2 separate regions of the Sus scrofa genome follow, and region 1 is linked to region 2. A link is a contact called in public Hi-C data. All regions are on one chromosome and are shown on one strand. Each heading gives the region's core, a stretch centred on a gene start, on an enhancer-like site or on the middle of the called end of the contact. The rest is flanking DNA. Distances are from core to core; before and after follow the strand shown. Region 1 has its middle 20 kb from the start of MATN1. Region 2 overlaps PTPRU (receptor-type tyrosine-protein phosphatase U).

Region 1 (3,797 bases), core at 108-2,607, 1.2 Mb after region 2:
GAGCTGTGGTGTAGGTCGCAGGATCTGGCGTTGCTGTGACTGGGATGTAGGCCAGCAGCTGCAGCTCCGATTCAACCCCTAGCCTGGGGAAATTCCATATGCTGCAGGTGTGACCCTAAAAAATAAAAAAAAATTAAAAAAAAAAAAAACCCAGGAGCTCCCTAGATTTCCTGACACCAAACATTCAAACTCCCAGACACCCAAAAGGCCCTCCTCCTCCAAGATGGAGACTGTGTCCCCTCCAGCTGGCTGTCCAGCCCAGACCTGCTCTGACCAGGCCCTCCCACTCACCGCCTCAATCCAAGGGGAGAGGCAAGGGCAGCTTTCATCTCTTTATCTATCTGTATCTACTTCTTGATTTCTCTCTAGGTCTATCACCCCCTTCCCTTCACACCTGATTCATATTTATTTATATTCAAGTCTCTCTCACCTTCTAACAAACAAAAAATAAACCTGAACTTATTTCCCCACCAGCTATCTCCCTCTCTTTCCCCTCACGGCCCAAATTCCTAAACCAGTCATCCACACTGACTGTCACCCACACACACACTCCTGTGCCTGCCTCAGTCTCCATGCAGCCTCTGTGACACTGCCCTTGTCAAGGCCACACTGACCTCCATGTCGGTTCAGCCAGGAGCCACCTCCGGCCTGCAGCCACCGCCTCCTGACTGGCTTCTTCCCACCCTCAGCCCTATCCACACCCACTTGGCGGCCCAAATCTGCTCATGTCCCTCCCCTGCTCACACCCTGCATAGCAACTGTCACACTCAGATAACATCCCAACCCCCTGGCATGGCCCCTGCTGCCCCCAAACCACTTACTGGATGGATGGATGAATAGATGAGTATAGATGGTGGATAGATGGATGATAGATAGACCAATGATACATGGATGGTGGATGGATGGATAAATAGATGGATGGATGAATAGATGAGGATAGATGGTGAATGGGTGAATGATGGATGGATGGATGGACAGATGAGGATAGATGGTAGGTGGATGGATGGATGGATGGATGGATGGATGGATGGATAGATGAGCATGTCAAGAACAACAGAGCTGGTTCAAACTACACCTGCCCCAAATTACACCAAACTGTCCCTGCCTGACCAGCAGGTCTTCACCCCACAGGACGATGGAACCTCACCCAGGATGAAGCTTGACTGTTCTGGGGACTTGACCTGCCTTTTTGGTTGCTCCTCTGAGCTACACCTCTTGTGTGGTGGGTCTCTTGGTTTCAGTCTACAGTTAAGGATATGGGGGCGCCAAGAGGCTGCGTCAGTGCCCAGCAGGTGGCTGAACTGGCCCAGAGCAGTGAATGTGAGATGGGCCCCCCTCATGGGGCTATGCCAAGAACTGGGAGACAAGCTCTCCAGAAGCTGAGAGACACAGGTCACCTGACCCAGAATAAGCTCCTGATGATACAGTGATACTAATACTACTGCTAATGCCACCACTGCCACCACGGCTCTGGGCCAGCCCTCCCCTTCCTCACCCTGTCTAAACCCCGTTAGACCAGCTGCCACTACTCACCCCACGTTACAGAGGATGAAACAGGCTCACGAGGTGCAGGTCCCCCTCCGGATCCAGGGGAGGCCCCAGAGCTCACTCACGGGCCCCCTCAGTGTCTCCCGAGCTCCGGCAGCTTCTCTGACCCCCCTGCGCGTTTGCCGCCTCCACCCACCACTTACACAACATTGATTTTGATTCAATCAGTCCCTTTAAATGGACTTGAAATGGCCTCCTTCTTTCAATTTGCCTCACCCTGAGCAATAACATCCGTGAAATCAGGGGGTTAATGCCTTAATTGCTTAGGATTTTTCTCTGATACCATTTTAAATAAACACATGACTGGTAAAATATAAAATATGAGTGTTTGTCCATGTACCACCCGTAGTCACCTCTCAGACCCCCTCACCCTGGGAGACTCCAGAGCTGCTGCTGGAGGGGCAGGGAGGCGGGGGCAGGGGGGTAGAGGAAATGGCATCTGAGTGAGTGGACACAGCCTGGCCTCTCCCAATCCAGCGCAGCCTGGGGCAGTTTCTTTTTCCTCCTCCCCACCCGCATCTGCTGGCACAGGGAAATACCATGGCAGCTGGAGGGGGCCCAGCTCATCACAGGCTCCAGGAGGGAAGACCTCCCCTGGGGGGTAAGGGACCAAAAGTCTGTGATGTCCCCATGGGAATGCCAATGGCATTGCTGACAACGTCCCCTCCCCCAGTCGTGGCTCCTGGAAGAAGCCCCAGCTTGGGGCAAAATTCCTGGCTCTGCACTAGAGACAGAAGTGAGGCTGGGAGGGACTGCTGGCCCCGGGCCACGGGCTCCTGCCAGGAATGAAAGCGGGAAACTGCAAGGGAAAATCTGATACTAAGAAAAGGGAAAAATCCTTCCCCAGTGTGGCCACACGCCCAGGCAGCAGCTGTGCCAACCATGGCAGCCAGGGCGGAGGGAGGCGGTGGGCACAGAGGCCTCCAGGTGGGAGTGAGGCTGCAGGACCCGGCAAGGAGTCCAGAAGGGGATGTGGCCATGCGGGACAGGGCCCAGACACAGAATCAGTGGGGCCGGGACCCCAACCTGTGAAGGGGTTTCCTCCTGGAGGAAGGAAGACAGCGACCACGTGGGGCAGACAAGCCTGGGTTCAAATCCCAGAGCCTCTACTTGCCTCTGCAAGTCCCTTCTGCTCTCTGAGCCTCACTTTACCCAACCTGTGCAATGGGGAGAGTCCTAGCTCCCCAAATGGTTCAGAGGAATAAACGAGGTTAGACTCTTAGCACAAGGCTTAGCTCGGAGTGGGCACGGATATGTTAGTTGTTCACAGGTCTATATTTATAAATTACTACATATATATAAAGATTACTATAATATAAATTATTATTTATATATAACTACTATGTATAAATTACTATTTTTATATAAATACTATTTATAATTACTATTTATATATACATTACTATTTATATACATAAATTACTATTTATATAATAATATGTTTATATTTTATCTTAATATTTATTATTTGCATGATTATAGTATTTCTTCTTTTAATTTATATGTCATAAAGTAGAACATCTATTAAGCACAAGTTTAAGTATAATCATCTACTCTTTATACTTTAATATACCATAAATCACTTTTTTTTTTCTTTTGGCCACAACATGCAGCAGTTTGATGTGAGATCTCAGTTTCCAGACCAGGGACTGAACCTGAGCTGCCGGTGGAAGTGCTGAATTTTTAGACCAGCAGGGAACGCGGTATAAATTACTTTTTTTACTACCACTAAGAAGCGAGGGAACCGAGGGAGCTAGGATGTTCTGTGCGGCCCAGATGCCCTCATGCTTCCCACATTCACTCTGTCTGCGTGTCCATCAAGGCCCGGGAAGCAGAGCTGAGCTTGTTCTGGGGCACATCTGAGCAGAGTCACACCCACTCGGGCCAAATGTGTTGGAGCTGTTAGGGTGCTACAGTTCCAGGTTCAGTCCCAGGGTTGACGTCCCCTCTACATGCCTGGCACAGCCCAAGATGCCACCCATGAAATGAGGGTCCAGGCAGTAGAGGACTTGCCACGGTCACACGGGGCCTTTGGGTGGAGATCTACTCCCAGGATCCAGGCACAGGCAGGGTGGCCAGTGTCTAGACCATCCCTGCGCACTCCACACACCCCGTCCCTGAGCAGGGCAGCCCTCACACTTTATAAAAAGTGGGGACAGACAGAAAGGAGCCACTTCAGGCCCTGGAACCTGAGGGGCCCTGGGAGGGGACAGGTCCTGACAGGTTAGCAGGTTTTCCATGCGGAGGAA
Region 2 (3,976 bases), core at 662-3,161:
ACTGGCTTGAGGTGGAGCTGTTATTGGGGTGGAGAACAAGAGGTGGGGCTGGGTTGGACAAGAATGTCCAAGGGTGAGTCTTCCAGAGTTGTGCTGGGCCACCTAGACAAGGGGTGTAGTTTCAGATGATGAAATAGACCAACGTTGTTCTTGGGGTTGTGCTTGGGTTCCCCAGACCAGGGTTGGGGCTGTGCCAGAAGTTGCGTATGATTCCAGCCCCTAAATTTATAATCTGTTGGGAGAAGTTTTGTTTCTCCTAGGGCTGTCCTTTGGGAACTGAATGTTCTATTGACAAATCAAAGGGAACAAAAATCTCATTGCAAACAGACTCTGTTTACCTAGGGTCTTCAGAAAACACTGACCGTGGCTGGCAGCTGCAGTTGGCACAGAACACCATTCCCTGTCTAATGGAGAGGAAAGTCTGGTGCTCCCATGCGTGCACACACACACACATACACACACACACATTCATGACACTCACCGATCACACTCACCTCCCCCTTAGGCACCTGCTTATTGCTGAAGATCCCCAAACATCTCTGCACATAAACACGCACCTACACACCTAGAACCTCACAGCACACCACCCGGGGACCCACACTTTGAGACACCTCTGCTCAAATACCTCTCCCGCATAGTTTCTCCCTCTGCCCTCCAGTTACTCTTGCTCACATGCCTGCTCGCACAAATGGAATCAGAATTTTAGAGGTGGAACAGCCTTAGCAGTCTCCTTGGTCCCCATTCTCATTTCATAAGGGGTGGAAGTAGGGCTTCAGAGAGGGCAAGCCACCTGCCCAAAGTCACACAGGGAGTTAGAGGCTCAGCAGGAATTAGATCTAGGCCTCCTGCCTCCCAGTTGAGTACTCACTAGGCAGTGCCAGGCTATCACTCTCACAGCCATGTACGTGTGCATGTGTGCACTGCCCCTCCACCCCCCAATCCACATGTGCAAATACACGCCTGTGGAGGGGTAGAGAACCCCACACCAGCGAGACCCCCTCCCACACTCTGGCTCCTCCCGCAGAGGTTGCTTTGCCCCTTGCATCACCCCATCCAGAGCCCAGCCGGATGTGGATAAACCATCATCCTGCCTTCCCAAATTGTGGCTGACGGTTGCTCAGGCAACCGCCTGCCAGATTGGGGAGATTAGCTGAGGAATGTAGCTGGGCCAGTTTGAGCTGAGGCTGGGGAATTGTTGGGGGGTCCCGGGTTGATTCAGCCCACCCTCTCAGGGAGGCCCTGGTAGAGATGGCATACCCAGGGAGGGGAATGGTTTTCTCCCTGTCCCCAGGCCAGCTGTGACTGTGTCCCCAAGGCTTGAATGAGGCTGAAGGAGGAGAGACTGTGTGTGAACATTTCAGTGTGTGTGTGTCTGTGTGTGTTGAGCATCTCTGTCACTGTGATTGGAGTGTGTGTCATCTGGGGACTTGAGGCCCCTTCCTCACCAGTTCCTGACATCTGACTCCCACTTTCTGATCCTACAGTGCCCTCTGGGGAAGCCACCTGCCCCCCTCATGGCTTACAGGATGTATCACTTCTCTCATTTGAATCCAGGTGTTTCTGCGCTCAAACACCTATTGTGCTTTCCACACTCAAAATGAGGCCGGACTTCTCCTCCTGACATTTGGCTCTCCAGGGTCTGGCCTCAGCCTCCCTCCCTTTGGTCTCATCTCCCATTGCTGAGGCCAGTCGGGGCTTCCCTCTGTGCCCAGGACGCCCTGTGTTTACTCACTACCTCCCTTTGCCCCAAATACCCTTCTCCCCATCTCTGCTGGCCAGAATGGTGCCCGTCCTTCCAGGCTCTGCTCAGATGCACCCACCTCCAGAAAGCCTTCCCCCTGCACCCACCCTCCTCCCCAGGGTTCCCCTTGTGGCCCTGATCCTTCTCTGCCTCTCATTCCCTCACCTCTACTCGGATTAGGAGGTCCTTGTGGGCAGAGCTGAGTCTTAACCATCCATGTGCCTCTACTAATGTCAGCCTGGGGCCTGCTTTGTATTGTCTGTGAGCGAATGGCCTGTGAATGGAAATGAATTGGCACATGCGACCAGCAGAATAGCAGAGCCTTGCTTTGTTTGTGCCTAGTGTCTTCGAATACAGATCGGTGATTTAAATTCCAGCTTTTGGGACTTAAGATGCGGTCTTGGACAAGCCATCTTATCTCTCTGTGCCTCGGTTTCCACCCATAAAATAGGAATAACATGGTAGCACCCTCCTTATGAGTTACTAGGAGGGATCTGTGGCATGGGGCATCGTGGTGGTGAGTGGCAGCTCTCTTGTGGTGACGTTGATTGTGTGGACGTCTGTGTCTGTATCTGTGTCAATGGAGTCGAGAGGAATTCTCAGCCCATTCTTGCCCTCAACCCAGAGTCTGATCTGTTTTTCCCCCTGGGCTGGTGGCCCCTGGCAGGAGTTGGGTCTCTAGCAGAAGTGGCGACTTGTCTTTGGGACTCCTAGCTCCTGAGCCATGGAGACTGGAGGTGATGGGGCTTTTCCCAGGATCCAGGAGGGCTGATTGTTCCATACCGTAGTGAGCTGGGGAGCAGCGGGGTGGGAGTCTCCCTGAAGAGCCTGGCCCCAGAGATGTTATGTCCATTCCAGGCTATCACTGGAATGGACCTGGCCCAGAGACACAGGGCTGGGGATGGACATGGACCAGGGAGAGGGGGACTTTTTGCCTCTGCAAGGGGTTCTCTGGATGGTGATGGCTAGCCTAGGAGATCACCCTCTCTGGGGTCAGTTGTAGGAATTATTTGGCAGAGGTCAGGGGTCACTCTGGCCATGGTACTCTGGTCTGGGGTCAGTCGGTCAGTCTGGTGGTCATTCTGGCTGAAGTCAGATGGTCTAGTGTTCATCTGGACGACGATGGGGCCACTCAGGCTCAAGTCTGTCTAGGGCTCACTGACCTGGATAAGGCCATCTGAGGCTTACAATGGCTAAGGTCTGATGGTCTGGGAGTCCCTTGGACCAGGTCAGTCAGGCTGGGAGTCCTGGCAGCTCATGTGGTCTGGCTCAGAATGGACAGAAGGAAGCCAAGAAGCTGGCATTCCCAGGCTTGCCCCACTGCCAGGGGTGAGGCATCTGGGACAACCGCGTTGTTACTTGCAAAGGAACAAGAAGGACTCAGCAGGACTCTAAGTCCTGGGATTCCCTTTCTGGCAGTTCATCTGCTTCAGGGAGGCTTTGGCTAAGACCCTTAGGCATAGACTCAGCTCAGGCTGAATGAAGTCACCTGTCCCCTCCTCCAGGAAGCCCTCCCTGATCATCCCTACTGGGCTGTGCTGTGGATCATTTTCTAGAGGGGAAGCTGAGGCTTCGCCAACACAGATGGAGTTAAATCCCACCTCCCACAGGCCACGGGGCATATGCCGCCCAGGGCTCTTCACACAAAGAGGCAAAGAGCTCAGCCAAGATCCTGCCCTAGCCCTGGAGAGAGGCTTCTGTTATATTGTCCCCCACACTGGGTGCCAGCCTCATGCCCACCTTTTGTCGTTTTGTACTCTGATGGGGTCTACAAAGAGGAAAGGGAGACCCCCTTCCCCCACCCCCGCCTCCGCCGCCAACAGTGGTGAGTCCCTCTATGCCTGGCTGCGCTGATGCGTTTGGAGATGCTGCTTCACATGATCTGCGACAGCCTGGAGAAGTCCCTGCTGCAGAAGGAATGGCAGAGCCTAAAAGTGAGGTCACCGGCTATGAGGGCAAAAGGCCACTTCTGTGCCTGGCATGTGGCACTCACTCCCCAGTTACTCTGCTTCTCATCCCTCCTCTTCTTGAGGCCCGGAAGCTGCTCAGATTTGCTCCTTCTCATGGTCAAGGTTTTTCTAGTGGGATTCAGCCTCTGACCACCATGGATTCAAATCCTGCCTCTGTCACTCATGTGGCTCAGGTGGCACGGGTGAAGAGCTGCTGTTTCCTGAGTGCTTGCACATGCAAGGTGTTGTGCCAACTGGACCCCCCCTGCACCCCTGCCCCCACTGA

The links. A called contact is a pair of places that touch in the nucleus more often than the background predicts.
Region 1: a Hi-C map of omental adipose tissue shows a contact between it and region 2, with 2.1 times the contacts expected there. The contact joins two enhancer-like sites. A contact is called at or near these places in 4 of 47 Hi-C or Micro-C datasets (embryonic fibroblasts, mesenteric adipose tissue, omental adipose tissue and 1 more).

What each region holds. Positions count from the first base shown.
Region 1 is chr6:87,329,149-87,332,945 of Sscrofa11.1, forward strand. No RefSeq gene overlaps it. Among named protein-coding and RNA genes, the nearest start is that of MATN1, 20 kb to the right of the region's middle. Within about 2 kb of position 1,358, at least 9 of the 83 cell types and tissues checked have an H3K27ac peak or open chromatin away from gene starts, as enhancers often do. A contact at or near this core is called in omental adipose tissue, where this site is marked.
Region 2 is chr6:86,148,775-86,152,750 of Sscrofa11.1, forward strand. All of the region lies in intron 1 of PTPRU (receptor-type tyrosine-protein phosphatase U), which reads left to right. Among named protein-coding and RNA genes, the nearest start is that of PTPRU, 13 kb to the left of the region's middle. Within about 2 kb of position 1,912, at least 5 of the 83 cell types and tissues checked have an H3K27ac peak or open chromatin away from gene starts, as enhancers often do. A contact at or near this core is called in omental adipose tissue, where this site is marked.